Regions from separate parts of the Pan troglodytes genome. Here region 1 is linked to region 2. The links are chromatin contacts, called in public HiChIP or PLAC-seq maps. All regions are on one chromosome and are shown on one strand. Each heading gives the region's core, a stretch centred on a gene start, on an enhancer-like site or on the middle of the called end of the contact. The rest is flanking DNA. Distances are from core to core; before and after follow the strand shown.

The links. HiChIP or PLAC-seq counts read pairs in DNA pulled down with a chosen protein or histone mark.
Region 1: a contact with region 2 is called in an H3K4me3 HiChIP or PLAC-seq map of stem cell-derived excitatory neurons, with 3 times the contacts expected there. The contact joins the promoter of MTPN here to the promoter of STMP1 in region 2. A contact is called at or near these places in 1 of 1 datasets of contacts at active chromatin or transcription factors (stem cell-derived excitatory neurons) and 1 of 1 other capture datasets (stem cell-derived neural stem cells).

What each region holds. Positions count from the first base shown.
Region 1 is chr6:151,343,044-151,348,024 of NHGRI_mPanTro3-v2.0_pri, reverse strand. It overlaps MTPN (myotrophin), which reads left to right and starts at 1,355. Exons shown (of 4, transcript XM_519405.6): 1 at 1,355-1,790. The coding sequence starts at 1,719.
Region 2 is chr6:151,031,906-151,036,641 of NHGRI_mPanTro3-v2.0_pri, reverse strand. It overlaps STMP1 (short transmembrane mitochondrial protein 1), which reads right to left and starts at 2,612. Exons shown (of 3, transcript XM_003951155.6): 1 at 2,477-2,612. The coding sequence starts at 2,491. It also overlaps the pseudogene LOC134810574.

The sequences.
Region 1 (4,981 bases), core at 106-2,605, 310 kb before region 2:
AGTGCTAGGATTACAGGCATGAGCCACTGCACCCGGCCAAAGATATAAATCAAGAGCTCTCAGCATGATGTAACTCAGAAATCCACAGGTGGGAGTGTGTTGGAGAAGAGATGGAGATTCTAGGACTTGCCTAACAAATTCCCCCTTGAGATTTGTTTCCAGAAATCGTATCACTATTGGGTATGTGGACTTGTATTTCTAATTATCAGGGAGTAAAATTAACAAATGACAATCTAGGTAGATGTTAATATTTGGAGGGATTTCTTCTGATTTGAAACCCATTTGCTATTCTACTCTAAATGATAGCAAAAAAAAAAATACATTTCCAAACACTATTGACATCCCCATTTTACACATGTGGAAAACTGAAGCAGAAGGGGGTTCAGTAACTTGCCCAAGAAGACACAAAATTAGCAAGAAGTGGGACCTGTATCGCAAACTAAACAATTTGGCTCCAGAGTCTGTTTGGAACCCCTACACTGTATGGCAATGGTGGTAAAGTAGCTTAGTTAATGTGTTTAGTGGGTTACAAATAATAGATTATATATATGAGTTTTATATATAGTAATAGTTATATATGTATATATATTATACGTATATTTCTAGCTCCAATAAGAGCTTTTATTGGATCTATGTTCATCTGCGCATGCCTGGATCATTAGGGTTGTGAGGAACAATTCAAGTGGTAGCTGTGCACTATGGCATTACAACTAAACCCTAGGAAGAACAGAACTGACTTCACCAGAACAGTCCTGAAGTTTCAAACCATTAAAAACAAACAGTAAATTTAAAAAACGCAAATTGTACTAGACAGTTTGGTTTGCTCCACTTTACGGCATCAAACTGAATGCCTGGACGTCATTTGCTGGTCAGGAAGATGAGTTAATTTTTTTTTCCTGCCACACACTTAAGTTTTTTGCTCCAGGGAACATTATATATAGTGTTAACATACTCAATTTACATTGTAGTTTTACTGTTGAAGATTTCCTGGAGGGCAGGAATGGCGTTATTCCATCGTTTTTAGCCCAGTCAGACTGGATGACGGAGAGAGGGAGGGTGAAAAGGAGGGAGGGAAGGGGAAAAGGCAAGGAAGAAGGAATTCAAATTAAACACTCTTCCTATACATTTTTAGAAGCTGAGCAAGATGCCCTCCAAGATTATGTTTTTTAAAAAGTAAAGTTTTTCCCATTAATGGTGGTGCAGAAGCGTCCTAATCCCATCGAAAGTACTCTCACTCTTCCTCCATTCGCTGTCTTGAACTCCCCCGGGCCTCCTTCATTCAGCCTCCCAGTCCCGCCCACTTGTCTCCGGCTCCTACCCTCCACTCTAGCCTTCCCCGCAGCCTGTACATTGCGCATGCGCACTAGTGGCGTTCGCGCCGCGGACCCAGAGAGGGGCGTTCCGCGGAGGAGAAGAGGAAGAGGAAGTTGGGGGAGGGTCCTAGCGGGGAGTGAACCGGAAGTGTAAAGGTTCCTTCCTCTCCTCGGCCAGGCGGAACCTCTCTGCTGGGCCCGGTGGCCGCAAAAGAACTTTCTTTCTCCCGCCCGAACGGTCGCCGCGGCCAACTGCCTCGCCCGCCTGGCAGCCTAACCCTACTTCTCTTCTTCTCCTCTCCGGCTTCGCGCGGCCCTGCCTCCCTCTCGCCCGGCGGCATCCGCTTGCTGCTGCCACCGCCTCCTCATCTTCTGCCCGGCCAACCGGCCTGCCCCGCTGCAGTGATGTGCGACAAGGAGTTCATGTGGGCCCTGAAAAACGGAGACTTGGATGAGGTGAAAGACTATGTGGCCAAGGTAAGCGGGGATGAGAAGAGTAGGCGAGAACACGGAGGTGGGCTGGAGATGAGGCTGAGGAAGCTGATGGGAGCTGGACTGCGGGGATGGGGGTGGGCGGGAGGAGAGACTTCCTGGGTGGAGGCGGCACCAAGGAGAGAGGGGCGTCTAGGGAGGAGCTAAACTGAAAGAAGGGTCCAGGTAACTTGGTAGCGTTCTGTGTCAGGTAACTGCTGCGTTAATACAGTCAGGCGCTACCTGACTTCCTGGCCTCTTGGGGGAGGGGAGGAGTGGTGTCTGGCTCATCCAGAGTTTCTTCTGCGCACTGATCATTTGAGTTTGGCCCTCTTCTACACCAAAGTTACTTAAACCTTTCTTTGAATGAGGTAATTCTCCATCTTGGACTTACCCATTACTAAATGAAGTAACCTAAGTAATTAGGATCAGAGGAACATGTTTTTTAACGCTGGGCCTGGTGTGAAGTTAAAGAATTCATTGACCGTGAAAAGAGTACCGAAAATAGAAATAGTTAAAATTCTGAAACTGAGTATCACTTCACTGTGGTGTCTTAACTTTGGGTGTGGCCTTTTTCCTTTCCCCCACCACAACAAATACATATTTGCTTCAAGTGGTAAGGTTGTCAACTGGCATCTGGGAATGTTTAAGGTATCTGAATAGTTTTTAAACAAGCATGTTAACTTCAGTTATTCCGTTCTTCTACCTGATTTCACCTGAAATGCTTACATGTGTAGTAAATAGCAATGCAGTTTAGTGGCAGTGTATTTGGGGGGTAAAATCATGATGAAGAAAGACAAACTCAAACCTCAGCCCCAAATATAAAACTGAATCGACATTGTGGCAGAGTGGGAAACTTAAAATTCCAAGCTAGCCTGTCTTTCCATCCTGAAACTGTGCCTTTGTAATTATGAGAGAACTTAACATGTGATTTTAATTTAGTGATAATCTAAAATGAATCTTCCAAAACAAGTATAATTTTATGACAACCACGGATGGCATCTTGCTCACCTTCTAAAAGTGTGAGAACCCAGTCTAGATTTTAACTCTTCAAAGAATAGGACCTGACCTGGGTTTTTGCTTCAGAGGCTGTGTTAGGAAGCAAGTAAGCGAAGCAGTTTCTTAAAACTTACAGGATTGTGCAAGGCAAACTGCTGAAGGTTTTTACTTTATTTAATGCCATTACAATTTAGACTTTTTGGATGCTGCTTACCTGCTTAGTTTTTTGCAGTGGAGTTTTAGGACAGGCTGTCTTCTCGTCACTGCCTTCTCAGCTGGTAGCCAACTGAAACTTGACTTACTGGCTATTTCAATATAAAGCTAAAAGGTAGAAATTATTTGGTACACTTACCAGTGGTGGGACACCGCAGTACTCTGGAAGTAAGTGGGCTTTTGTTTTCCTGTCATAGTGGAACCTAGGTTGTTTGATATACTTGAAATACAACAAGTTGATTAAGTACTAACTGAACTTACAGCTACCAAAATAACACAATGTATTTAGTGTTTTCCTGACACATTATTTTATGTCATCCTTGTGAATACTGGGAAGTAAGTCCTATTATTGGTCCCATTTTACAGATTACTGAGATGCAGGATGCTTAAGAAAAGTTATGGAGATGGTAAATTGTGAAGCAAGAACTAAATTGCTGACTCCAAAACTGAAACTCTTTAACTGCTCCACGCACTATCTCTCAGTCTAAGATCTAATTGTGAAAGCGTATCATACCAAGATTTCTAGTAGGACATTCCCAGGGTCCACATTCAGGCAGGTAAATTGTGCCCAAAGAATTCTCAACTACACAAAAATATTTATATGAAAATATATGCCAATAAAGATGGATTAATTTATTTCCAATTAGTTTTATAATTAGGTTAGGTTATCATGTTCAATTTGATTATTTTCCCTATATTACTACCGTAGTCTGTTCTTCATTAATGTAAAAAATTTGCATAAGAGGGAGGGTAGACATTCAGAAAAAGCAAAAGGAAGTATTGAAAGTTGGACTATCCAAAAAGATATGACTGTAACTGTAATGTAATCTGATGTACAGAGCATTGAGCTTTATCCTTTCTTAGTTTTGAAGATTTCATAAAGTATCTTTCACTTTGTTAATGAGAAATAATAACAAGCACTGAGGTTTATACTGACTCAGCTCCCTTATGGTGCCCATTTATACTTTCAGGTCCTTATTACAGTTTCTTCTGCCCCACAGCTGTCTTCCCTGCTTATTTATTGACTCACATTTTTCATCTACCAATTTGTGAACACTCACTTTTTGAGTTTCTGTAATGTGCATCTATCTGAGTAGGTGTGTACAAAGAAAATACTAAAGAAACACTTAGACCTGTCTAGTCTTCATTCTCAGGGGTGAGAGTCTATTTTAAAAACTCTCCTCAACATTCCTGTGAAGATCTCTCATATTGTTAACCTAAGAATCTACCTGTAAGAGTAAGATAAGCATTTTAGTATTCCCCTCCTCCTCCTCTTTTTTTTTGGAAACAGGGTTTTTTTGTTTTTGTTTTTCTGAGACAGGGTCTTTGCTTTGTCGCCCAGGCTAGAGTGCAGTGTCGTGATCATAGCTCACTGTAACTTCAGACTCCTGGGCTCAAGTGGTCCTCCTGCCTCAGCCTCCTGAGCAGCTGGGACCATAGATGTACACCACGACACCCAGCAAATTTTATTTTTTGTAGAGACTGGATCTCACTTTGTTGTACAAGCTGGTCTCAAACTCCTAGCCTCAAGCGATCTTCTGGCCTCGGCCTCCCAAAGCACTGGGATTACAGGTGTGAAAGCACTGGTTCACAGGTGTGAACCCATTTTTCCTTTATAAATTAGTATTTTTAAAAGTCAGTAATTACACTTTTCTACCTGCCTCTGACTTCTCTATTAAAGTTCGAAGTGTGAGTATCCCTAAATCATTGGTTTTAGGTGAGTTCTTGAACTTAGAAAAGTCAGTTCACAGTCCCCAAACCACTGAAAATTGTATTTTGAAATGGAAAAGACAGTATTGAGAGAAAAATTTAGATTATTTAGAGAAAAATTTAGATTATTACATTAAATGTTTCATGTATAACTTTAAGACAATATCTGAAGCAATTTTAAAGTCTTTCAACACTACACTTGGCTTCTTGACTGACTTAAGGACCACATTTAGTTAATTCATTCATTTTTACTAGGCATCTTTCAGGTCTTAAAC
Region 2 (4,736 bases), core at 1,363-3,862:
CCTGTTTTTAAGTTCTTTAATGTGTTAACTCATTTTTAATCCTCACAACAAAACTGTGAGGTGGGTTTGCATTTTCAGATGTGGAAATGGGAGCAGAGAAAATTTCAATAGCCCACCCACGCTACCACAGCTTGAAAATGATGGGAGGCAGGGTTCAAACTGAGAAGTCTGACTCTGAAGTTTAATCTCTTAAACACTAGAACATCATGGTCATTTTTTTATAGATGAAATGACTGCACACAAAGAGAAATACTTGCTCAACTTTAGAGTCAGTGGCTCATTTGACAGAGGTGGAATCCATGTGAAAAGTAATGCTATCCACTTATTTAAAAAAAAAAAGCAATGAGGTGGAAGACCAGAGGGTGAGAGAACATCAGTGTTCAGTTACTTCTGAGCTAGGAATATAATTGACAGCTTTAGCATCTCTCCTTAAATACTGAGAATTCTGAATTCTCAAATCAGAATCTGACCAGGCACAGTGGTGGCTCATGCCTGTAATCCCAACACTATGGGAGGCCTAGGCAAGACCTGTCTCTACAAAAAAAAAATTTAAAAATTAGTCACGGGTGGTAGTGCGGGCCTGTAGTCCTAGCTACTACTAAAGAGGCTGAGGTGGGAAGACTGCTTGAGGCCAGGAGTTAAAGACTGCACTGAGCCATGATTGTGCCACTGGACTCTAGCCTAGGTGACAAAGAGAAACCTTGTCTCAAAAAAAAAAAAAAAAAAATTAACACACAGTAAAAGTTTATTGCAAAACCAAATAGACTCATTCTGCAAAACCACTTAGAAAGTTAACTGTAATTGAATCATGTCCTCTCAGTTTATCAATGAGCAACAGATATAGTAAGCAGCTCAATTACATCATTCTATACTCTGGAGCTAAGTGATACCGCTTTTAATCTAGTGTTTACTACAAGAAAATGACTGTCATTATTCTGAACTCCTAAACTAACATCTAGTTAGGACACTACAGAAACTCCTAGAGGCAAAGGAGCAGCCCTGTCTTAGCTGGGCAGATTAAGGACACTCTTTTGACTAATTGGATTTAAGAATCCATTACCATCTTTCAAAAGGACAAAAGGGGTGCATTTTGTGTTTTAATCTCTTTGATAAAGATACAGCATTTGGGGCCGGGCGCAGAGTCTCACGCCTGTAATCCCGGCACTTTGGGAGGCTGAGGCAGGCAGATCCCGAGGTCAGGAGATCGAGACCATCCCGGCCAACAGGGTGAAACCCAGTCTCTACTAAAAATACAAAAATTAACTGGGCCTGCTGGCGCGCGCCAGCTACTCGGGAGGCTGAGGCAGGAGAATCGCTTAAACCCAGGAAGCGGAGGCTGCAGTGAGCCGAGATCGCACTACTGCACTCCAGCCTGGCGACAGAGCGGGACTCCGTTAAAACAAACAACAAAAAAAGATACAGCATTTGAGCCGGGAGCGGTGGCTCACGCCTGTAATCCCAGCACTTTCGTAGGCTGAGGTGGGTTGATCACTTGAGGTCAGGAGTTCGAGACCAGCCTGGCCAACTTGGTGAAACCCGTCTCTACTAAAAATACAAAAATTAGCTGAGCATCCTGGTGCGCGCCTGTAATCCCAGCTACTCCGGAGGCCGAGGAGGGAGAATCGGTTGAACCCGGGAGGCGGAGGTTCCAGTGGGCCCAGATTGCGCCACTGCACTCCAGCCTGACGACACAGCGAGACTCCGTCTCAAAAAAAATAAAAAATAAAAAAAATTAGAGGTTGAAAGCATCAAGTTTTGAATGCACAATAGCTTGGCAGAAAAACTTTCACTTGAAAATTTGATGAGCAACTCCTGGAACCTTCACCGAGCAATTTTTGAAATATACCGAGTTTTGCCAGAAAACTCGTTTTTAACTCAAATAAGGAGCCAGGAGAAATAGTCTGCTTACTCATGCTTACACATTTTGGGAAAAATTACTTGTATACCAGTGTCTGACTCATTCCTCCAACTCTGAAAGGTCTGATGAGGACTTAGCCTCTCGGACTTCGTGAGGTGGCTAATTTACGGTTTATTCCTGGCCTTCCTACCTCCTCAGAAAAGCCAACTAGCAGGGCTCCACAGCAGGACCGGCCGGCGACCATGTAATGGAACAGGAGCGCAGAAAGAAAGGGGGGCGGACTACGAAAAGTCATCAAGGACCACACAAGCTTTAATACAAAGATTACACAATGAGCGCGGGAAGCGGCACACAATATGTAGCTCTGGAAACGCACACTCTCTGACACCTCAAAGTTTTAGGGACTTGGATGGCTGCAGAAAAATATTGGCAAAGGGATTTTCTGGGGAGGCAGGAAGAAAACGGCCGCCCTGCGAGGCGACGACCAGGCGCGGGGGACTAAGGGACCGCTGGACCCACGCCCAGGCCGGGTCGGCGGGGTCGGCAATCCTCAAGGGGGAAATGGGGTCCGAGGCACGCCCCAGGCAGCGGGCCCCGCTCTTCGGCAGCTCCACTCACCAGGAACTGGAGCATGATGTCGGTGGGGAGGGCGAGGAGGGCGCGAAGGACTGCAGCACCAGCTCCGCGGGTCGGTCCGAGCCTACCTCCCCATGCGCGGGGGGGCGGAACCCCTCGTCGACTTCCGGGTCACGCCACGCCCCGCCCCGCTCCTCCCACTCAGCCCGCGCCCGGAAACGACTCGCAGTGTCGCAGCGCCCAGGTTCCCCCTGGCGGAGCGCGTTGGCCTCACCGCCTGAACCGGCGGGGCAGCGAGCGCGCGACAGGACTTGCGAAGAGCAAGTCCCGAGCCTGGCTGGGCATCCTTGAGCATCCCGCCTCTGTAAACCTGGGCCGAGGCCCAGGAATCTATATTATTCTCAGCACGCGGACTATTCTGATACACAGCCCAGTTTAGGGCTCTCTAACCTAGAAGGACGGCATGAGCAGCGGGTCCCATCCCTAGGTTCGCAGCTGAATCGTGGGGGCTTTTGCAGCATCCTCTACTTGGGCCCAGCTGGACTTTGCGGGGAGGAAAGGAGGCTTGTAGCTCTCAAAGCTCCGCAGGTGTGCTGTGTAATCAGCGTTGTGTAATCAGGTGTTGTGTAATCAAGGTAGAGGCTGGGTGCTTAAGAAGCTCGGATGTTGGGCTTTGGAGTCTAGTGATACCGTATGGGGCCCATGCTGCCGTGTGCCGCACGCCAGTCACTGAGATGATGAGTTTTGTAGCAGAGAAAAGGTTTATTCACCAGGCAGCCAGCCGAGGAGACGGGAGAACAGATCTCAAATCTGCCTCCCCAAAGATGGGTTTTAGGGATATTTATGGGATAGAGGAGCAGGGTGGTCTGAGGTGTGGGGAAAGGCGGTTGAAGGTAAGGAAAAGTTTGGCAATGGGTTATCTGCGCGAGGTAGTCAAGCTTCATGGCTCTTCATAGGATACATGGTCACAAAATGACATCCTTAGCATGATCTGAGTGTGGAGGTTTTGGCCCTCTAATGTCAGAAGGACACCCATCGGGCTTTCATGCAGGCCCAGTTGAGAGGTTGGTGGTTTAAACTGTACAAGAACTGACCCCAACTTCCTGAAAAACAAGAAACCTTTATCAAGCAACCCAGATGTCAGAGATGTTATCCATAAGGAAGCTAGTGGGAGCTTAGATATATATTGTTTAGCTCTGTGACTTTAGCTATGTGGGTTTTTTAATCCACTAAAAGCGGGTGACTAAAAACAAGTGAGAGAAGTTGCATTTGGCAGGCCTCATCAGGTTGGCCCTCAGTTTCACTGGCTTAGCTGGGTTTCTTGCCTGGGATGGCCATAGGTCCTGTTGACAATTTGTATCATCGCCACAAAGAGTCTGTTCTGTCAGTCTTCCGGTCTGTGTATGTGTGTGTTTTTTTCTCTCTTTCTCTTTTAAAGAATTTATCTTAAGCCTATTATACCACACAGTATGTTTTAAACACTAACTCCCTAATAAGATATATAACTCCCTAATAAGATAAAGCAAAGACAAAAAAAGTTCATCTTATTAGAAACAAGATACACCATCCCTTATTGTCTTCAAACATTATTGCACTTTAATTTTCATAATTTGACAAAGCATTCATGAAACAATCTGCAGACTAGTTTTAACAGACAAATAACACCTGTAAGCAGACATGACTGTCCTAAATTGTTTATTAGGTACGAATTTTACAAACTTTTTTTTTTTTTTTGAGACGGAGTCTCGCTCTGTCACCCAGGCTGGAGTGCAGTGGCGCAGTCTCGGCTCACTGCAAGCTCCGCCTCCCGGGTTCACGTCATTCTCCTGCCTCAGCTTCCCGAGTAGCTGGGACTACAGGCGCCCGCCACCACGCCCGGCTAATTTTCTGTATTTTTAGTAGAGACGAGGTTTCAACGTGTTAGCCAGGATGGTCTCGATCTCCTGACCTTGTGATCCGCCCGCCTCGGCCTCCCAAAGTGCTGGGATTACAGGCGTAAGCCACCGCGCCTGGCCCAAACTTTACTTATATTAGTGGTAACGGTGGAGCTGGAGAGTATCACGCCTTCTCCAAGCTGCCCAGCAAGAACCATCAATAGTGTGGTGGAACTTATGGCACTTTCCAAGGCCACAGCTCCTTTGGCTGCAGATGTCAGCCCACACATCTCCCTCTGCTTGTGGACTGGTTTGGTGATCGACTGGGTGTCAGGATTTCTTCTGATAACTTCATAGAATGGATCAATGAGGACAACCTCAAAAAATCTGTATGTGGAATCTTCACCAACCCAGTAAGAATTCAGGAC